Linked DNA regions of Mus musculus: region 1 is linked to region 2. A link is a contact called in public HiChIP or PLAC-seq data. All regions are on one chromosome and are shown on one strand. The core of a region is the stretch at or near the end of the contact, and the rest is flanking DNA. Distances in the headings are between cores, read along the strand shown. Region 1 has its middle 14 kb from the start of Gm39576. Region 2 overlaps Slc25a12 (solute carrier family 25 (mitochondrial carrier, Aralar), member 12).

What was found. HiChIP or PLAC-seq counts read pairs in DNA pulled down with a chosen protein or histone mark.
Region 1: a contact with region 2 is called in an H3K27ac HiChIP or PLAC-seq map of embryonic stem cells, with 16 read pairs. The contact joins two enhancer-like sites. A contact is called at or near these places in 1 of 15 datasets of contacts at CTCF or cohesin (embryonic stem cells), 18 of 484 Hi-C or Micro-C datasets (embryonic stem cells and transition I germ cells), 13 of 115 datasets of contacts at active chromatin or transcription factors (embryonic stem cells and stem cell-derived neural progenitor cells) and 2 of 9 other capture datasets (adipose tissue and embryonic stem cells).

Annotation. Positions count from the first base shown.
Region 1 is chr2:71,165,677-71,171,768 of GRCm38.p6, reverse strand. No RefSeq gene overlaps it. Among named protein-coding and RNA genes, the nearest start is that of Gm39576, 14 kb to the right of the region's middle. Within about 2 kb of position 4,383, at least 14 of the 459 cell types and tissues checked have an H3K27ac peak or open chromatin away from gene starts, as enhancers often do. A contact at or near this core is called in embryonic stem cells, where this site is marked.
Region 2 is chr2:71,343,383-71,349,639 of GRCm38.p6, reverse strand. Slc25a12 (solute carrier family 25 (mitochondrial carrier, Aralar), member 12) reads left to right here. Exons shown (of 18, transcript NM_172436.4): 3 at 5,608-5,750. Among named protein-coding and RNA genes, the nearest start is that of Slc25a12, 21 kb to the left of the region's middle. Within about 2 kb of position 1,744, at least 11 of the 459 cell types and tissues checked have an H3K27ac peak or open chromatin away from gene starts, as enhancers often do. A contact at or near this core is called in embryonic stem cells, where this site is marked.

The DNA of each region.
Region 1 (6,092 bases), core at 3,134-5,633, 180 kb after region 2:
GGTTCTTTTATCCTTGAGAAGAGTTTTTGCTATCCTCGGTTTTTTGTTATTCCAGATGAATTTGCAAATTGCTCCTTCTAATTTGTTGAAGAATTGAGTTGGAATTTTAATGGGGATTGCATTGAATCTGTAGATTGCTTTTGGCAAGATAGCCATTTTTACAATGTTGGTCCTGCCAATCCATGAGCATGGGAGATCCAGAAGAAGCCCCAACTGGTAAGAAGGACACATGCTCCACTATGTTCATAGCAGCCTTATTTATAATAGCCAGAAACTGGAAAGAACCCAGATGCCCCTCAACAGAGGAATGGATACAGAAAATGTGGTACATCTACACAATGGAGTACTACTCAGCTATTAAAAAGAATGAATTTATGAAATTCCTAGCCAAATGGATGGACCTGGAGAGCATCATCCTGAGTGAGGTAACACAATCACAAAGGAACTCACACAATATGTACTCACTGATAAGTGGATACTAGCCCAAAACCTAGGATACCCACGATATAAGATACAATTTCCTAAACACATGAAACTCAAGAAAAATGAAGACTGAAGTGTGGACACTATGCCCCTCCTTAGAAGTGGGAACAAAACACCCATGGAAGGAGTTACAGAAACAAAGTTTGGAGCTGAGATGAAAGGATGGACCATGTAGAGACTGCCATATCCAGGGATCCACCCCATAATCAGCATCCAAACGCTGACACCATTGCATATACTAGCAAGATTTTATCGAAAGGACCCAGATGTAGCTGTCTCTTGTGAGACTATGCCGGGGCCTAGCAAACACAGAAGTGGATGCTCACAGTCAGCTAATGGATGGATCACAGGGCTCCCAATGGAGGAGCTAGAGAAAGTACCCAAGGAGCTAAAGGGATCTTCAACCCTATAGGTGGAACAACATTATGAACTAACCAGTACCCCTGAGCTCTTGACTCTAGCTGCATATGTATCAAAAGATGGCCTAGTCGGCCATCACTGGAAAGAGAGGCCCATTGGACATGCAGACTTTGTGTGCCCCGGTACAGGGGAACGCCAGGGCCAAAGGGGGGGAGTGGGTGGGTAGGGGAGTGGGGGTGGGTGGGTAAGGGGGACTTTTGGTATAGCATTGGAAATGTAAATGAGCTAAATACCTAATAAAAAATGGAAAAAAAAAAAAAAAGAAACTTTCCCCGCCCATGGTGGCGGCACAGATCACAGACATCAACATTGTTTCCAGGCTGCAGCACGAATCAGAGAAGTCTTTGGAGGAGACTAAACTCAGAAAATGAACCGTTCTTCATCTTGGGTATCTTGTTGTTGCTCAAAGTCAGGGTGATGTGGAACAGGTCAATTCCTCCCGGGGCGGGGGGCGGGGGGGGGGCGGGGGCGGAGCGCAGGACCTGTGAGAACTCCATCATCTTGTCCTGGGCGCTGACTGCCCTGCCAGTACCCTAGGTAGGATCTATGTGTTTACATCCCGAGGGCAGTGCCTCGGTCTTGGGCCTCCCTCCCTCCAGCAGGGCAGGTAGAGCAAGCTGGAGCAGCAGCAGCTCCACGCAGTGGGCCAGGCCTGTGGGCCAAGCAGCAGCACCATCCTAGCAGGCGGCAATGAGGCAAGGCAAGCTGGCTGGTGGTGGCCCAACCAAGCCTCCACATACTCCTTTGTCCACTGAGACTTGACTCCCATACCAATTGCCTGCTTCTCTCTGCTGCGCACACCACTTTGTTCCGCTAATATATGGCAGTATTAAAATTATGAAAGATGAACGCAAGGGACAAAGAGTCTGGTAAATAGAGCCCAGTTAATTTTAATTTCTAATATAATGATTTTTTTAAACTCTTAATTTTTAATTATGTTAGTAGGTTAAAAAGGGGCTGGTGATGGAGAATGACAGTAGAGTGTTTACCCAGCATGCAGGAGGCCTTGGGTTCACTCCCCAGCATCATTGGGAAAAAAGAACAAGGAGGAGGAGGAAGAGGAGAAGAAGAAGAAAGTGTAGAACAACTGTGAACTTTACAATAAGCGAGACGTGGTGTTGCAAGCCTGTGAACCTAGCATTTGGAAGGTGGAGATGAGACACGGCGTTGCAAGCCTGAGAGGCTAGCATTTGGAAGATAGAGACGGGGGTTATTGAGTGCAAAGTCATTCTAGGCTACATTTTGAGTTTGAGCTTGGATACCCGAGGCCTCAGCTCAAACAAAGCACACGATAATTTGGGCTTTGAATGACAATTTTTATTTTAGTCATTTATTTTATTTACTTATTGCTTTGAGACCCAGCTCATTATGCATGTCGCTGACCTTAAACTTCTGATTCCCCTGCCTCTGTCTCTCCAGTGCTGGGATTAGAGGTGTGTGGCCTGTACTTGTTTTTCAAAGTCTGAAGAAACACGAGGGAAAAATAAAACCAGCGGGCTTGAATGTCTTGAACTTGACACCATGTCTAAGTGATGAGTCTCTTTTGCTTGAGAAGAGATGACAAGAAGGCTGATATTTTGAAATCACATTAAAACCAAGTTTCAGGGCCTTACGCTCGGCCCTTGGGTAATTCATTTTGTTAAGTGGGTCTGTGGAGGAGCCGGTTTCCTTCAAACCGAATCACTTAGATGTCTAATTGGAGGGCAGATCCCTCTTTGGCCATTTTTGTGTGCTGAACACAGTCAACGCCAAGCCTCTCCGAGATTATTTACTTACTCCTGAGAGTGAAAAAACGCCATGTTCTCTCTGTGAACCACGGGGCCTTATTCTTTGCCTGCATATCATGTTGATCTTTCTTCCTCTTCCTTTTCTTTCTTTCTTTTTTTTTTTAAAAAGAAAAATCACAAGAATATATAAAAGTTTTTGATGAATAGAACCTTACATTTTTAGGAGAAAACGGCTGGAGCAGTCTGGGGCTCGGGGCCGCCTGTTGCTCTTCAGTGAAAGCTTCCCACAGCCGTGGCTTTATTCCGCCCCACGTTCAGTGCCAGGATTTACATGACCACCGTGGGGAGGACAGCTGGATTTAGCATAAAGAAGAATAGCTGCCTTTTCCCTGGGGAGAGACAAAAAGGATAAGTGCATAAGGCACAGAGACAATATTATCGAGAATTATATTTCTGCTCAGCTCTTTTATTCCCTCTGAATCCTGGATTCTGTTGCAAATAACAAAAGCAAGAAACCAGTTGGCCTAAAGCCAAGGTCTGGGATTGTTGAAGACTAGTCAGCTCTCACTGTCTGAAGGTTCCACATCCACGAATCAATCAATCATAGGCTGAAAATGTTTTTTTTTTTTTAAGAACTCGTCTGTACTAAGTGTGTAGACTTTTTTTCATGTATAATTCTCTAAACAATACCATATAACTACGAAGGTGCCATGCATGTTTTATTGGGTATCATAAGTAATCAAGAGATGCCTTAAAAGATACAGGAGGATGTGTACATCATTTACAAGGGACTGGAGCATCTTCGGATCCTTGTGTCTCTGTGTGTGTGTGTGTGTGTGTGTGTGTGTGTGTGTGTATGTGTATGTGTGGCGGGGGAGGGGAGGCTGGAATCCTATGGATAACAATGAATTCATTATGAGAAAAAATGTGCTTATTAATGATAGTTCTATATTACTTGGGTTTATTTCTTGTTTGTTGAGATTGGCAAGAAGCATGAATTCGTGATGATTTGAATTAGAGAGGAAAAAGAAGAATTTCTGGGAGAATTCTTCCCCAAACACAAAGGGAATTTGCTTGTTTGGTTTTATTGTTGTTTGGTTGTATCTTGTAGTAGTGTTTTTAACATGTTTATTACTCAGATATAGCTTTGGAGTTCTTATAATTTTACACTTATTTATTATGTCTGCCTGTCAGGCATGGGGCGGGGGGGGGGGGGCATATATACATCCACACATGTGAAGGTCAGCTAACAGCTTGTGGGAGTCAGTTTGAACTTAGGTGGCAGGTGCCTTCACTTGCCAAGCTATCTTGCAGGCCCTGGTTTTGCACAGAGACCTTATTATTATTATTTTTTTAATAATGGCTGCTATTCTTTTTTTTTTTTTAATATATGTAAAGTACACTGTAGCTGTCTTCTGACACTCCAGAAGAGGGTGTCAGATCTCGTTACGGATGGTTGTGAGCCACCATGTGGTAGCTGGGATTTGAACTCTGGACCTTCGGAAGAGCAGTAGGGTACTCTTACCAACTGAGCCATCTCACCAGCCCCAGAGATCTTATTTACAGGTAACCTGACAAACACAGGTGAAGCCAATGACCTCAAAAGGTTCTTTGGAATTTCCGAGCTAGCCACCCACACATAGAACTCTGTTGTTCTTCCTAGATTGGTTTCTTTGTTACGGCTCATCCCAGTCCATTACAAGAAGCCAAGGCAGGAACTTGGGGCGGGAACCTGGAGGCAGGAAGTAACACAGAGGCCATGAAAGAGTACTTATCAGCTGTCTTTCCCTGGCTTGCTCTGGCTTGCTCCACTACCTTATACATCTCAGGACCACCTGCCTAGGGGTGGCGCCATCTGGGTCTCTTCCCATCAATTAGCAATTTTAAAATACCCTACAGACCTGCCCATAGGCCAATCTGCTGGAGGCAACTCTAGTAGAGACTCCCTCTTCCTCCCTCTTCCTACATATGCCAGCTTGACGGCCAAGGTTAAACTCCGCACCCTCCCTGCAGCCGTTTATTATTTTTCCTGGCTTAGGGGCTGGGCCATCTAAATAGAAGCGGTGAGAAAGTTCACAAAACCTTACAAAGATCTTAAGGTTTCATGATTATAACATTTGCCACTAGATTTTTATGGCTTCTCTTTATCAGGTCTTTTAGCCTCAATTTACTAAGAATTTCTAACATTAAAAAAAGATTAGCCGGGCAGTGGTGGCACATGCCTTTAATCCCAGCACTTGGGAGGCAGAGGCAGGCAGATTTTCTGAGTTCGAGGCCAGCCTGGTCTACAGAGTGAGTTCCAGGACAGCCAGGGCTACACAGAGAAACTCTGTCTCCTAAAAAAACAAAAAACAAAACAAAACAAAAAAAAAACAAAACAAAAAAAAAGTTATTGGGTTGGAACTGATAGCTCAAGACTATAATCCCAGCACTTGGGAGCTGAGGTCAGAGTATTACTGAAAGTTCTAGGATAGCCTTGGCTACAGACTGAAAGACTGTCTTATTAAAAAGGGAATTCGAAAGACTATTAAACTTAGTTGCTTTTTAAAAATCTGTTGAAGTAAAATGTTTTCATCAGTAATATACTGAATAATGGTGAATGCCAAATGGGCTTTGTAATGTCAAATTAATTTTTATTTTAGACAGGGTCTTGATATGTAGACCAGGCTAGCCTAAAACTCACAGACCTCATCATGCTTCTGCCTCCTACGTGCTGGGATTAAAGGCATGCATATCATGCCCATCCTGGGCTACCTTTATTGTGGAAACAAGCCTAGCTTGGTTCTAATGAAGTAAGCTTTTATATATTGTATAATATATTAACATATGATCTAATAAGTTAATATAATATATTATATACAATACATGTAATATATTACTACTGGGTGGGTAATATTTAAGACTGTGATACACACATACAGGTGGGGAGGGAGAGAGAATGGGGTTCTCTATAAACTCCATCTTGAATTCCTGGGTTCAAAAGGTTCCCCTGCCTCAGCTCCCCATGTTGGCTTAAGATTTTTAAACCAATTCTATTTTCTTGGAAGCATCTCCATCCTATCTTATCTGGAGGTAGCTCCAGATTGCACCAGCAGCAGACGTGAGCCATGGCTGGGGTATGAAGCCAAATCTTGTGCTTAGTATCTGAAAGATATGGGAGCTGACCATACACATCTGTCAGATGCTTGCATTAATCACTAGCTGGGCTTCGTGTTTTCTTTGTGGAAAGAATTAGAAGCCCGAATCAAACTTCCCTAGTGATGGGAGCAGAGTTTTGTGGCTGATTTGATGTGGACAGCAACTCCTGAGTTCTAAATAGACATTAAAGGTTTCAAACCCTTAGCTGTCAGATGAACCATGGACAAAGGACCACAGGAGCCCTCAGCCAGGTCACCTCTGGTCATAAAGATCCTCAACTCTTCACTCCACTGTGTCTTTGATGCATCTTACTTAATTTTCATG
Region 2 (6,257 bases), core at 495-2,994:
CCTGGGGACTCTTTGGATCCCACCTACTTTCACTGTGTATTCAGGGCAGGCTTGTCCTGGTAGCTAGGCTCAGACACTGAAGAACACATACCTCTGGAAGGTAATTTGTTACTAAGAACCTGATGTGTTCTGTGTTTCCTCCCTGTTCTTAAGTAGCATAGGTTGAACATTGATTGCTATTCCTAAACATTGAGGCCTGAAATGCTTCAGAATGGAAGTTTGTTTTTTTCCAATTTTTAACTTTTTTCCCTCCCCTCTTTCCCTTTCTCCTGCTCCATCTGGCCCATAGATTCTTTATTATTTGTTTCTAATTATAGATGGTTGTGAGCCACCATGTGGTTGCTGGGATTTGAACTCATGACCTCCGGAAGAGCAATTGGTGCTCTTACCCACTAAGCCATCTCACCAGCCCAGAATGCAAGTTTTTGAGCATTGATTTGATAATAGGGGTAGCAAATTCTATACCTAATGTAATGGGCTGAGATCAAGACACAAGCACAGTGAAAAAAGGCATTAAAGTCACCTTCGGGCTGCTTACAGAAAGGTGTGTAGATTACTTTTTTCTTGCTGGGATAAAGCACTATGACTAAGGCAACTTCTACAAGAAATTTATTTGGGCTGACGGTTCCAGAGGAATGAGCCTGTCGTGGCAAGGAGGCAAGCAGCAGACATGGCTACAGGTGCCCGAAGCTGAGCGCTCACCTCTTCAAACACAAGCCGGAAGCAGAGAGGGAAATGGAGCTGATGGGAAGTTTTTAATTTTTTAATTTCTAAGTCCGCCTCCAGGGACACACAAGGCTATACCACCTAAACCTCCCCAGACAGCGACCAGCTAGGGACCAAGTGTCCAAATGCCCCAGGCTATGGGAACATTTTTCAGTCGAACCTTCAGAGTATGCATGAAACAGTGGGACTTTAGTTTTGGATACTTTAAGGGGCAGGTGTGGCGGTCTCTTTAGTGTCCCAGCACTAGAGAGAGGGGAGGCAAGAAGAATAGCTTTGCCGGGTATGGTGGCGCACACCTGTAATCCCAGCACTAGAGAGAGGAGAGGCAAGAAGAACAGCGTCTACTATATAGAGTTTGAGACCAGCCTAGACTACCTAAGACCCTGCCTTTTAAAAAAAAAAAAATCAAACAACCCAACAAAAATAACAGCAGTAAAAAGATTTCCCATTAGTATATGCAAATAATCTGAAATTAAAAATCCTTCTCTGAAGTGCGTAGTAAATAAAATACAGCACACGCTATCGCCAGCTAGGCACCGCTCGTGGTCTCAGTCTTGTCCCAGCCCGGTACTGAGCCCGAATGTTGTTCTTTGCCAAGGCCTCTCCAGATCTCCAAGATAGCTCTCTCCCCGCAGCTGGCTGCTGCCAAACCTGCTCAGCACTCCTAAATTTTCATGGCTAGCTGGGGCGCCGCACTCTTCCAAACCCACACTCTGCCGTGGTTACCTTTCCCTGGAGCTCAGTTGAATTGCCACGAGATGGAAAACACCAGACAATCTTAGTTTAGAACCAAACGAATAACACAATCACTGGGCACAGAATCTAGCATCCTAGCATTTACCAACTACTCTATGTTAGAAATCTTCCAGTGGTGGATTCTAGTGGACTCCGCCACCTGAACTAACAGCCCCCGGGCGACATCTTGGTTACCTGGCTTCCACCGTCCAAAAGGAAGTCCCCTACTCCTGCTTTCCCCTTTCCTCTCTTTGACCAGGAAGGTCCGCCTCCTTCTCGCCCAGTGATTGGCTTCTTCTTGTCTTTAACCAATTAGGGGAAAATTCCTCTGTTCTTGTCCTAGTCATTTTGGAGTCTGCATCCATCCGGAGTCTGCATCCATCCATCCATCCAATCACTTTTTCTATGTTTGTGAGTGTGGTGTATGGTGACTATGGAGTAGGGATAGGGGCACCTACAAGAACCAATGTACACCTTCTCTTGCTGAACCTGCAGGGAGACTGACAGTCAACAAGTTCCAGCAATCCTCCAGCCTCTGCCTCCCAAGTGCTATGGTTACAGAAATTTGCATGGTCACCCTTGGTCTTTTATGTGGGTACTAGGAATTTGAACTCGGGTCTCATGCTTGGGTAGCAAGCTCTCTTACACTCTGAGCCATCTCGGAAACTATATCCACTCCATCCACCCTCTCATTCTCTTGTTTCTTCCTTTTGTCTTTTATAAATAGGAAACGGGAACACACAGTTACATGCTTCTCTGTCCTGTGTCGTGTGTCATCGTCCTCCTGCCCACCCCCACTCCGACCACCCTTTTTGGTGGTGTTAGGTATCAAACCCAGGGCCTCCTCCACGGTGTGCAAATGCCGTACCTGTGAACCATACCCTCAGCCCACACTCTCTTCTTATTTCTTTCTCCAATTAGCCCCTCTCCCAGATAGGAACAAAGATTTTTCTCATTTCTGCAGCCGTCCACTCAGATTGAAATCAGATATGCTGTCTCCCTCCGCCCCACCTCCGCCCCACTCCTTTGGTCTTCATGACGCTCTGGCTTCGTTTTGGGCAGTCATGTTCCAGTAGCGGTGGTTGGCTTGCCAGCCTCCTTCAAGTCTGCTGTCAGATTTCTTTTGTATTGATGTCCCTTGCCACTTGCAGTAACCCCATGACTACTGTGGCCCTCTCTTTCCACCCCGGCCCGTCTTCATCAAACCTGTCCAGGGACTGAGGATTTAGCTCAGTTGGTAGAGTGCTCGCCCAGCTGGTCTCAGGTCCTGGTCTGATATCTAGCACTGCATGGTAGTCATCTATGCAGTCCCTGAACGGGGATGGGGTGGGGTGTGGTGGGGTGGGGTCGGGGGAGTAGGTGGGAATGGTTGGGGGATCAAGGTAGGAGGATGAGAAGTTCAAGGTCATAGAGAGTTTCAGGCCAGCCCAGGATATAGGGATCCTGTTTCAAAAACAAAAACAAACAAATATCTACATGTGTCCTATTATGCCAAATGCTGAAGAGCAAGGAAAGACATGTGTAACAAGAACTGCTAGAATATTCTTATTGTTATCAGCATCTAGAATTCAAGTACTGATAGTGCTAAATATCTCAAACAGTTTGTTCTTTTGTTAAGGTTGATTTTCATTATTTTATTAACTCTGTCTCCTGGAGCTAGACTTCCAGCCGTTTGTGAGTCACTGAACTCATCTGCTGCGAGAGCAGTGGGATGCTTTTATGGTGCTCCATTTCTCTAGCCCCGCTTTGCTTTTTTTGCTTTTGCTCCTTTGCTTATAGACCTGCTCTTTCAACATATCAAAGGCTCACTTTATCTTTATTGCACAGAAGCGTGCATGATCTAGAGTCCTAGGGAAAGAATGAGCCTGTCTAAGGACTAAGATGAGTGGGTTTGTAGTAGAGCCAGGATTAAAACACAAGCCGACTTCAGGACTGGCCTTTGAAGTCATGTGGTCAGGGCATGATGGCTCTGGACAGAGGTGCCTCTCCAGTGCTTTTGAGAGCGGCAGCTAGTGAAGAAGTCCAGCATTATTCTGAGTGCAAATATTGTTTATTTCAAGCTAGGTTGTACTTTTTTGGTTGGTTGCTTGAGACAGGATCTTGTTATATAGACCAGGCTGGCCTTGAACTAGGATGCACCTCCTGACTCTGCCTTACTTTCCCAGTGCTGGGGTTTCGGGTGTAGGCTGTCTGGCTTAAGACTGTATAAGCTATCTATCTATCTATCTATCTATCTATCTATCTATCCATCCATCCATCCATTTATTTTTATTTATTTATTTTTGGAGTCAGGGTTTCTCTGAGTACCCCTGGCTGTTCAGAAAGGACAGCTCTGTAGACCAGCCAGGCTGGCCTCAAACTCACAGAGATCCACCTGCCTCTGCCTCCCAAGTGTTGGGAAAAATGATATCGTTTCCTAAGAAATGGAACATGAAGGCAGAAGAGTGATGTCGGGCATATGGATATCTCAAGCTAGTGTGGCCAAGTGTGCATCCATCTGATGCGGAGTTGGCTTAGTTGAGAATTCCCAGTTGGAAGTAATTTTTCTCAGACCTCCATCCACTCTCTTCAAGTCACCCAGATATCTTAATCTGGTGTTTCTCTCTGGGAACTTTTAGGATTATCCTTTTTCTTTATTTTTCCTCCTGCTGTCCTGCAGTTTTATGGGGGAGAATAAGGCCTTGGTGAGATTTTTACATTAATTCTATCTATCTATCTATCTATCTATCTATCTGTCTGTCTGTCTGTCTGTCTGGTTATTTTGCCTGACACTTAATGAGCCTCTCTAGTATTCAGTTTGGGAAAGTCTCTGATCGTACATCTTTGTTAGTAAGGATGCCTGGTTAACCGCTCTGCACGGAGTCCTTGAAATGATAAGGAGTTTTTTGGATAAGCATATCTTAAAGCAATTGACATAAGAGGTAGAAGAATTTTTCTTTCTTTTCCAGTGACTAGGACTTGGAATAATGGAAGTCTTCTTTAGAATATGGTAATTTCATGTTTAATGGCAGCTATCTGTGTCACCCATAGCCCCACCTACTCTGACAGACTCTTGAAAAAAGGCTACATCTGGGCAGTGAGGTGTGTGCAAGTGTGAAAGCTCACCTACAGGCCTTGGCCTTACCTCCTCTTTCCTCAGTCTTTCTGTTACCTCTTATCTTACCAGTATCTTTACTTTTATTTACTTATTTTATTTTTCCAGAGCTATAGATTAAACTCAGCTGAGAAAGCTATATTCCCCAGCCCATGTAGTTTTATACTTACTTAGTGTGCGCATTTGTGTGTGTGTGTATGTGTGTGCAAGCATGTGTGTGCACTATGGCTTATGTGTAGAAGTCCGAGGATAGCTTTTAGGAATTGGTTCTTTCTGACTGTGTGATTCCCAGAAATTGAAGTCATATTATCAGTCTTCTTAACCAATGCCTTTACCTACTGAGTCATCTCTCCAGCTCCTATGTATTTTATTTTATTATTTATTTTTAAACATATATTTATTACCTGGTGTGCACACACCTTTAATCCCAGATTTGGGAGGCAGAGATAGGCACATCTCTGTGAGTTCAAGACCAGCCTGGTCTACAGAGTTCCAAGCCAGGGCAGTTACACAGAGAAACTCTGTCTTGAAAAAACAAACCAAAACAAAAATTTTATTTATTTTTATTTTATATGTGTGGATATTTTGCCTGCACTTGTCTCTTTGTACCATGTGGTCGCAGTGCCCTAGAAAGCCAGAAGAGGGCGGTAGATCCTCTGGAGCTGGAGTTACAGACTATTGTCAGCTGCCTTCTGGGTGCTGGGAACTGAACCATGTCCTGGCTGTCATAATTCTGTGTTTCCATCCATGGACTTGCCTTTGTGGACATTTTATGTAAATGTGATCCTACACTATGAGCCTTTTGTGTCTGGTTCATTTCACCCAGCAGATTTTCAGGGTTCATCAATATTGACCATGTATCAGTTCTTTTCTGTGGTCTTCAACTGGTATCTGGGTGTTTGGCTTCCAGGATCCAGAGGCAATATCCACACTCATTACCCTTATTTTGATTTCGTAAGTGTCCCCTGGTTTACTTCCCCCAAGCAGCTGTCAGCGAGCAGCCGGTGCTGAGTCATGGCGTCTTCAGTGTGCCTTGCTTGCTTGTCTTTCAGTATGCCAGCACTGAGGTGGACGGGGAGCATTACATGACTCCAGAAGACTTCGTTCAACGCTATCTTGGCCTGTACAACGATCCAAACAGCAACCCAAAGATTGTGCAGCTCTTGGCAGGAGTAGCTGATCAAACCAAGGATGGGTAAGGACTTTCTATAAATGTTCTGAGAACCAATTATATACTTTATTCAAAAGGTAAAACTGTAAGTTTCACATCATCTATCTATCTATCTATCTATCTATCTATCTACCTACCTACCTACCTACCTACCTTTTTGATGTTGTTCTTGTTTTGAGACAAGGTCTTACTATATAGCCTTGGCTGGTCTTGAACTCAGAGATCCTCCTGGGTGTTGAGATTAAAGGGGCATCATGATGACCAGCCTATATCTGGAATTATTTTAAATTGTATTGATTTATATGTGTGTAGGTGTTTGGTCTGCCTGTTATGTATGTACACTGTGTGCATGGTGCAGTGTGAGAGGCCAGAAGAGGGCACCCATTCTCTGGATATCGAGTTATAGATAGTTGTGAGCCGCCCTGTGGGTGCTGGCAACTGAATGAGTGCTGCCGCTGGTGAGAGCAGTAAGAGCTCTTTGCTTTGAAATTCACAAAGGTGGTATTACTGACTGCCATTATCAAGCGTATT